Linked DNA regions of Mus musculus: region 1 is linked to region 2. Evidence: chromatin contacts called from public HiChIP or PLAC-seq data. All regions are on one chromosome and are shown on one strand. Each heading gives the region's core, a stretch centred on a gene start, on an enhancer-like site or on the middle of the called end of the contact. The rest is flanking DNA. Distances are from core to core; before and after follow the strand shown. Region 1 overlaps Eps8 (epidermal growth factor receptor pathway substrate 8). Region 2 overlaps Ptpro (protein tyrosine phosphatase, receptor type, O).

Region 1 (3,788 bases), core at 685-3,184, 160 kb after region 2:
AATCTCTCTTATGCTTTGTTTTTTCCTTCTCCCTCCTCAGTGTTACTCCATAAAATTCCACTTAAATACCAGTTCAGATAATATGCAGATGCTAACTGACAAGATGGCTGTTGGAGAAACTGAGGCTCAAGGGCTTCCATCTGAAGTGTCTGGTGGGGAAGGAGGCAGTGGGTAGCGAAGCCTAGGAAATCAAAAGGAACTAAGGGAGTCTGGGCAGGTTTCTAAGCCAAGACCAAGAGTCAACAGACAGAATTCGTGACCTGCCTAGGTCTACAGTACAGTTCAGAATTCCATCAAGTAAACAAGACAGAGACCCAGGAACCAGATCCAGACAGGAGGCCAATAACCAATCAGCAACAGCCACTGTAACTATCTAGACAGAAGCTCCTGGAGCAAAATGGCTCAGTAGTTAAGAACTTGCTGTAATTAAGAGTAATTAGGATCAAGAGCTGGTTGGTCTTGCAGAGGACCCAGATTCTATTCCCAGCACCCACGTGGCACCTTACAACTCCAGGCCCAGGAAGTTATAACCCTGTTCTGGCCTCTTCAGAAATTGCATGCACATGTACATGGTACACAGATCAACACACAGAAAAAACAAAACAACAAAAAAACAGGCATACACATACTTAAAAAAAAAAAAGAAAAGAAACTCTTAATTGGGCATTTAAAATTCCCCCACAGGTGGAGTGGGACCCATAACCTGGTCTGACACTTTGAACAAGAACTAAATACTCCCAGTAGTAAAAGAAAAGCAATTTACGGCTGTGGAGCCAGGAGCATTGCTGAGGTTTCAGATTCTCTAAGAGAAGAAAACCCTGCATCCCAGCAGTGAGGTGTGATTTCCTCCTCACAGTCAGGAGCTCACAGGCATGGCTACAAGAAGTGTGATGACCCAAGCGATTATGGTCTTAGCAGTGGTGATGTTAATAATGACATTAATGCAGAAGAAGAGATAATTAGCTAATTATAACCATTTACCAAAACCTTAATGTTTGGCCCTCTCTCCCACTTTTGTTTTTTGAATTTGTTGGCACCTGGTGGCTTTAAATACTTTAGAATTTGGATCTCCTTTCTTCATAAGACCCCACGGGAAGGGACGGCAAAAGCCAACACCTTCCTAAGGGCACAGCAACAGAAGCTGTGTCATTTGGGCTGCATTATGGGACAAAGGGGATGTGCAGGATACACCACCATTTACTGAGAGCACTTAGCCTTATGGTACTTATATCAAATCGCAGAAACCCAAGCTACTGCTTGGGGATGCAAGACCTACATGAAGGAACCCTGTGTCACTAACATTCTTGGCTCTTTTGGCAGGATTTCTTCTTGATGACTTTCCGTGTGTCCCTGACTACAGTGAGACCAGAAGTCAATGTATTCCAGCTATAGATACCGTTAGTGTAATCCAGTGTAATAATAATATAATCCAAGCAAAAACATCTAAGAATTATGAGATTTGGGGGATACATTTAGACTCAAGGGAGCGCCTTTTGTGTGCTCCTGTCTCATGACTGTCAGGAAACAGGTGCATGATAACAGGTCCAGAGACTATTTAATTCATACAGGCTCAGTAAGGGTGTGTCTAACCATCACAGTCTACTGGTTCAGTCTAATACAGGTCTGTCCACCTCCTCCATGCCCACTCAGGAAGCCCTTTCATCTTGCCGACTTGCTGGTAAATGGGTTCCACTTACTCTAACCAAGCAACTCAAAGCCTTTATAATCCAAATACATCCATATCAGTGGTACTACAGTTACAAATGTCAACAAAGCTATGTAAATATTAAGTAACAGTAAGGGCAATTAGTGATTGCACAGGCTCACTCCTACAAGGGAAGAGACAGCTGGGCATTTTATCCTAGCCCTGAGGAGGCAGAAGAAAGGCCTGGGTTGATGGTCCACCTGCTGCTATGTTGCCATCTGGCCTGAGACCAAACAGAACACCAGAAGTTGGCAAGAGAGCTGCTGCCCTGGGCGTCCAACTGGGCATATGCCTTATCCCAGTGGACACACTTTGGGGACACAGTTTCACACCATTCTTTGGCTGTGTGAGTTCTCTCTGTGTGCCAACGGGGCACTGGGGGAAGATTCTGTCACTCTAGGTGTTAGCCTGACCTCAATTAAGACACTTGTCCTATTTGGGGGGAAAGGGTTTTAACGATTTATATTCTGTAAACTCCCAAACCCAAGCAGGAGGCAGATGAAGGGCAAGGTGGAACTGACAGGACTCTGAACTTGGCAGCAGAGTGAAGAACAAGAATAGAAATCCTGAAGCCCCCACCCTACAGCATTGTAACCCTGAAAGGGGCTCAAGGACAGTAAGTCACAGAATAATGCTCCTGCCTCCTGCTCTGCTCAGTAGCTGAGCTGAGCAAAGGCTAGACAGGCTAACTAGTCATAGAGGAATTAGAAGCAGCACACATCTTTAGAAAATGTCAGAAAACAACAGTGATCACATTTGTTACCACCAACAAAAACAACTAATAACTTTTCCCACGACTGGTACTTACTTCCCTCCCTGAACACCTACACCATGCATCCCAAGCAAGCCGACTACAAGACATAGCTAAAAAAGAACTGGTGAGATAGCTCAGTGGGTAAACGTGCTTGCTGAACAAGCCTGAAGACTGGAGTTCAGTCCCCAGGATTCATATAATGCTGTGAGAAAAAAACCAACTCCATGGAGTTGTCCTCTGACCTCTGCATGCACACCACACTATCTGTACACACACACACAAACACACACACACACACACACACACACAAATAAATGCCAGACAGACAGACACACAGATGAGAGATAGATAGATAGATAGATAGATAGATAGATAGATAGATAGATAGATAGATAGATAGAAAGAAGGCTAAAGAGATGACTCAACCATTGAAAGCACTTGCCTGCTCTTCCAGAGGACCCAGGTTCAGTTCCCACCACCCATGTAACAATTTACAACCATCTCTAACTCCAATCCCAGGGGATCCTATACCTTCTCCTGGCCTCCACAGGCATTGCATGCTTGTGCTACACACCCAGATATACAGGTAAATACTCACAAACATAACATAAAGAGAAATATTTTTCAAATGAAATTAGTTGGCCAGGCCAAGGCATATGCCTAAAATTTCAACACCTGGGAGGGGGAGAGAGGAAAGTCGGGAATTCAAAGCTATCCTCGGCTATACAGTAAGTCTGAGACTAGCCTGTGCTATATAATAACTTGTTTTAAAATAAATAAAGGGAGGGAGAAAGAGAGGACGGGGTAAGGAAGAAAAGAAGGAAAGGAGGGAGGCAGAGAGGGAAGGAGGAAGGAAGGAAGGAAGGGAGGGAGGGAGGGAGGGAGGGAGGGAGGGAGGGAGGGAGAGAGAGAGAGAGAGAGAGAGAGAGAGAGAGAGAGAGAGAGAGAGAGAGAGAGAAACCGTCATCAAACAAAATGCATCAGTATTAGTGTTTTCCATTTTCAGTGTTAAGTCAGAGTTCCAAGATGGCTAAGCTCTATAAGTACTAAGGGATGTTGCCCTCTTCTGGCACCTTAGGCCCTTGGGGATGCAGCTCCATTCCATCACCACTGGCTGGCTCTCAAAACAGTCCATCAGCCTGTGGAGGTCAGCTCAGCCTGATCCCAGTGGCTAGCTGCCAGGCGAAAGAAACCCTGTAGCAAATTGCAGCTTACAGGGGCGTGTGTGAGAGGGAGGCCCTCACAGGGGACCCTCTGGGACTTTCAGTCAATGCATTGTTTTCTAGTTTTTAGGAATTCAGGCATTCCTTGTTGACATTTAAGACTTGT
Region 2 (3,860 bases), core at 292-2,791:
AGTAGAGACACGTGGTTCTACTAGAGGAGTAGAGCCTCTCCATGGCTGTCTGAGAGGGTGAGGTGACTGTGTGCAAATAAATGTTCAAGGCTCCAGAGTTGGAGTTAGGCAGTGGGGTTGTCAACTAAACCTTGGAGCTGGGTTGAGCTGGGTTCCAGGAATGACGTGTGTGTGTGTGTGTGTGTGTCTGTCTGTCTGTCTGTCTGTCTGTCTGTCTGTCTGTCTGTCTACCCCTGAGACAGAAGGCTGTTAATATGCATCCTTGCCTAAAGGGGAGCGTGAACCATCTCCTCCTTGGGCTGCTCAGTGTACCGTCTTCACTTTCCTCCAAAAACAGAGAGCTCAGGGCAGAAATGGTGCAAAGCCTTACCTCTATAGCGAATGATGTGATGGTAAAAAATGTGGCCTCTAAGCAGCACCAGCCACCTCAGCATCCTCAGGACCCAGCTAAGTGCAAGGCACTGTGGGAGAACAGGTTCCCCCTTTCATTGCTGTCTGTCTGCTTTAGAGATCTCCAGTTGGTTTCCAGCAGTGCAGAAGCCCTGTGAGACTTACGTGTTATCTGAACCTTCTTTTGCAGTGCGGGTGTGGGACGGACAGGAACCTTCATTGCCCTGGACAGGCTCCTGCAACACATTCGAGATCATGAATTTGTGGACATCTTAGGGCTGGTATCAGAGATGCGCTCATACCGAATGTCAATGGTACAGACAGAGGTAGGAACAGCATCGACGTGTGCGCTTAAGTTTGCTCTTGATGGAAAGCATCCTATTACCCAACGTTTGGTTTTAATCGGGCTGTCTCAGTGTCTTTACACCTGTCTTTCCCAGTTTCTTGCTGTGCATATTTGAAACTACCCCATTCCAAATGAATAGGTAGCAAGCTCTCAAAAGGCCGTGGTGTAAATAGTCACACTACTTGCCTGGCTTCATCTGCCTTCTAGGAATATGGAGCACGTGGGCGTGTCTGAAATAGAATCAACCCCTTTTGAGCAGTATGGCGCTCGCTGAAGGTAGCAGTCAGCCTGGGTAAGGAAGACTGTAGGACAGATGTGGTTTGATTTCTACTTGAGATGACAGACTGGTCAGTAAGTTTGTCACTGGGCTTGTTCCTCCATGTGACTCTGTCTTCACTCACTTCTGATAATAACCCTTGGTTGTTGGATTTGTGATCTCTCTCTAGGCTTTCAGGATTGCCAGCCCCCAATCCACCTCCCCTGCCCTATTACTTAAATCACTGGTTCTCAATCTCTAGGTTGCAGCCCATCTGGGGGTTATAGATTAGATGTCAGGCACATCAGATATTTCTATTACATGTCATAACAGCAGCAAAATTACAGTTATGAAGTAGCAATGAACTAATTATTATGATTGGGGGTCACCACAACATGAGGAATGTATTACAGGGTCACAGCATTGGGAAGGTTGAGAACCAATGCCTTAAATGAACAGGCGGTGTATCCCAGAATTCCCCCAGTCTTATTAACCAGTGTCCCCTTTGCCTCCTCGTCTCCCAAGTCCTTCTTTCCCGTGAGGCTTTAGAATGTGCTCAGCCTGGAAGGACAGCTCCAGGCAGCCTTGTGCTGCCCCGCAGCAACAGCCAGAGTACACCGGTGTGACTGCCAAAACCCGAGTACACTGGCTTTTCTATAATCCAGACCACTGGGCTATTAGGTACTCCCTGGCCTCAAGGGCACAATAGAGCTTTTCCTGGAGAAGAATGTGGGGGGCGGAATCTTCTGGACTAGAACAACGCCAGGCCTGACTTCTCTCTGCTTTAACGTGTTGTTCTTCCTCCTGCAGCTTCGTTCAAGAACCACTAGATGTCAGTATAACTCAAATAGCCTGGAGGGTAATGGCAGAGTCTCTCCAACACCGACTTCTTACTCTTTGGTTTCCTACCCCCAGCTCACTCCCATCACCACAGCTGCATCTTAGCAAGGCTTGGCAGAACCATTCAAACATATTCATTGCCAAGCTGCTCCCAGGGCACGGTAGTTTGGAGGTAGTGACTCATTAGCAAACGTCTGAATGACAGTTAGGACGCATACCCAGGCAGGATGTTTTCCCATTAGGAGAAGCTTCTTTTTGCAATAGATGGCAACTCGCATGGAGACACACAACTGGTAAGACTACAGAAAATAAGAGACTACAGAGTGACCTGCCATAAACGGGAGTTATATAGCCACACCCTTTCCCCTAGAGGCTCGGGGAGCATCCCGAAAGAGGGGACAGAAAGATCACAAGAGGCAGGCGCAGCAGATCACACTAAGCCAGCACTGTTTTCTTCCCGCAGCAGAGCACTTGAGATAAGAACTTATAGCAGTAGTGACAGCATGCTCAAACCCTGAGTGAGATCAAGCTGGACAAAATCCCAGCACGGATACAGGGAGGTGGGCATTAGGGTGCTATGGACAACTGTTGACCTTTTGGGAGAAGCAGGTAGTTAGAAAAGGGATGCAAGGCTTAGGGAACTACCCACAATCCTGTAGATATTCCACATCTATGCACATACAGACAACATTAAGTATCCTCAGTGGGTCTGGAAAACAAACAAAAACAAACAAAAACAAAACAGAGCATGTGACGTCGGAAGGGGGAGGTGCTGGTGGGGATAAGGGAGAGATGTCATGGGAGGGAATGAGGGCTGGATTTCAGCCTGAAGTTTTGGTTGTTTACTTCCATAAACACATATTCTGATATGCAATAAAACTATCTCCGTTACATTTATATGTAATAGACGCTTTAAAAAACATATTCTTACATGATAACAGTTCATAACCTGTGGGTCCATTACGCCTTTGGCTGTTGAACTACCCTTTCGCAGGGTTCGCCGAAGACCATCAGAAAACACAATGTTTGCATTACAATTCATAACAGTAGCAAACTTATAGTTATGAAGTAGCAACAAAGATAATTTTACGGTTGGGAGTCATCACAACATGAGGGATTGTATTAAAGGGTCCCAGCGTGAGGAAGGCTGAGAACCTGTTTTGTGGTGTGTGTAAATCCCCACACTTCAAAGCACGTCTTGTTCTAAGCATCTTGTTTGATGAATTATGCAACTTGTCCCCTTAATCGATACCTCTTTACAATTTTGAAGATGTTGACTGTAGGCTGGTGCTACCTTTGATTTTTCACAACCACAGAATCCTTGTCCGTTTCTGAAAACTTTGTGCACAAGGCTCCTCTGGCTCCCCCGCAGCCTCGATGTTTGTCTTCAGAGTGATAATCTCAGAGAGCAGACCAGCCCCTGGGGCTTCCTGCACGGTCAGGGCTCTGCTTTGTCTCTCCCATATTTTTGGCCCCAGTTTTAATCGTCCGGCTTCCTTCTTTACAGCAACATTTCTGGCTGACTTCTCCATGAAAACAGTCTTTTGAAAGGCCACTATTCCCTCCAGGAACTTGCTGGGAAATCCAAGGGTCTCTCAGCTTCCTCCCTTTCCCAACTCCCCAGCTTTACCCTTGAGTTCCCTCGGGAGTCCTGGATGGACACCTTCCCAGTTGTTTATTTATGTCTGCTTTATCGGTTGTATCTAGAACGTCTTGTTCACTTGCTTTATTTTTCCTTGTTTCTGTGTGCTCCCTGGTCCAACCTGAATTTTCCAACACAAGTTCTTTTATCTCATGTTTGTCCTTCAACCCACTCACATTCAAATCCCGCTGCCTGCTAATTTACTTAGTTAATAAGTAAGGACTAAAGAATGAAATGATTTTCTTTTCTACCACTTGTCAATCAAACATGACAATCAAGAGGACAAAATCAGTTTCCAGTGGAGAGCTGGTCTTTATCTACTTAACCCCAGAGCTGAATAGCATCTTTCTCCTCATTTTTGGCTGATAATTCTCCACATACCTACC

The links. HiChIP or PLAC-seq counts read pairs in DNA pulled down with a chosen protein or histone mark.
Region 1: a contact with region 2 is called in an H3K27ac HiChIP or PLAC-seq map of heart atrium, with 5 read pairs. The contact joins two enhancer-like sites. A contact is called at or near these places in 2 of 39 promoter capture datasets (both in liver), 7 of 484 Hi-C or Micro-C datasets (bone marrow-derived macrophages, cerebellar granule neurons, cerebellum and 2 more), 2 of 115 datasets of contacts at active chromatin or transcription factors (embryonic stem cells and heart atrium) and 2 of 9 other capture datasets (adipose tissue and liver).

Annotation. Positions count from the first base shown.
Region 1 is chr6:137,610,492-137,614,279 of GRCm38.p6, forward strand. The region is part of intron 1 of Eps8 (epidermal growth factor receptor pathway substrate 8); the gene reads right to left. Among named protein-coding and RNA genes, the nearest start is that of Eps8, 37 kb to the right of the region's middle. Within about 2 kb of position 1,935, at least 19 of the 459 cell types and tissues checked have an H3K27ac peak or open chromatin away from gene starts, as enhancers often do. A contact at or near this core is called in heart atrium, where this site is marked.
Region 2 is chr6:137,454,005-137,457,864 of GRCm38.p6, forward strand. It overlaps Ptpro (protein tyrosine phosphatase, receptor type, O), which reads left to right. Exons shown (of 27, transcript NM_011216.3): 25 at 581-716. Among named protein-coding and RNA genes, the nearest start is that of Gm52924, 180 kb to the left of the region's middle. Within about 2 kb of position 1,542, at least 63 of the 459 cell types and tissues checked have an H3K27ac peak or open chromatin away from gene starts, as enhancers often do. A contact at or near this core is called in heart atrium, where this site is marked.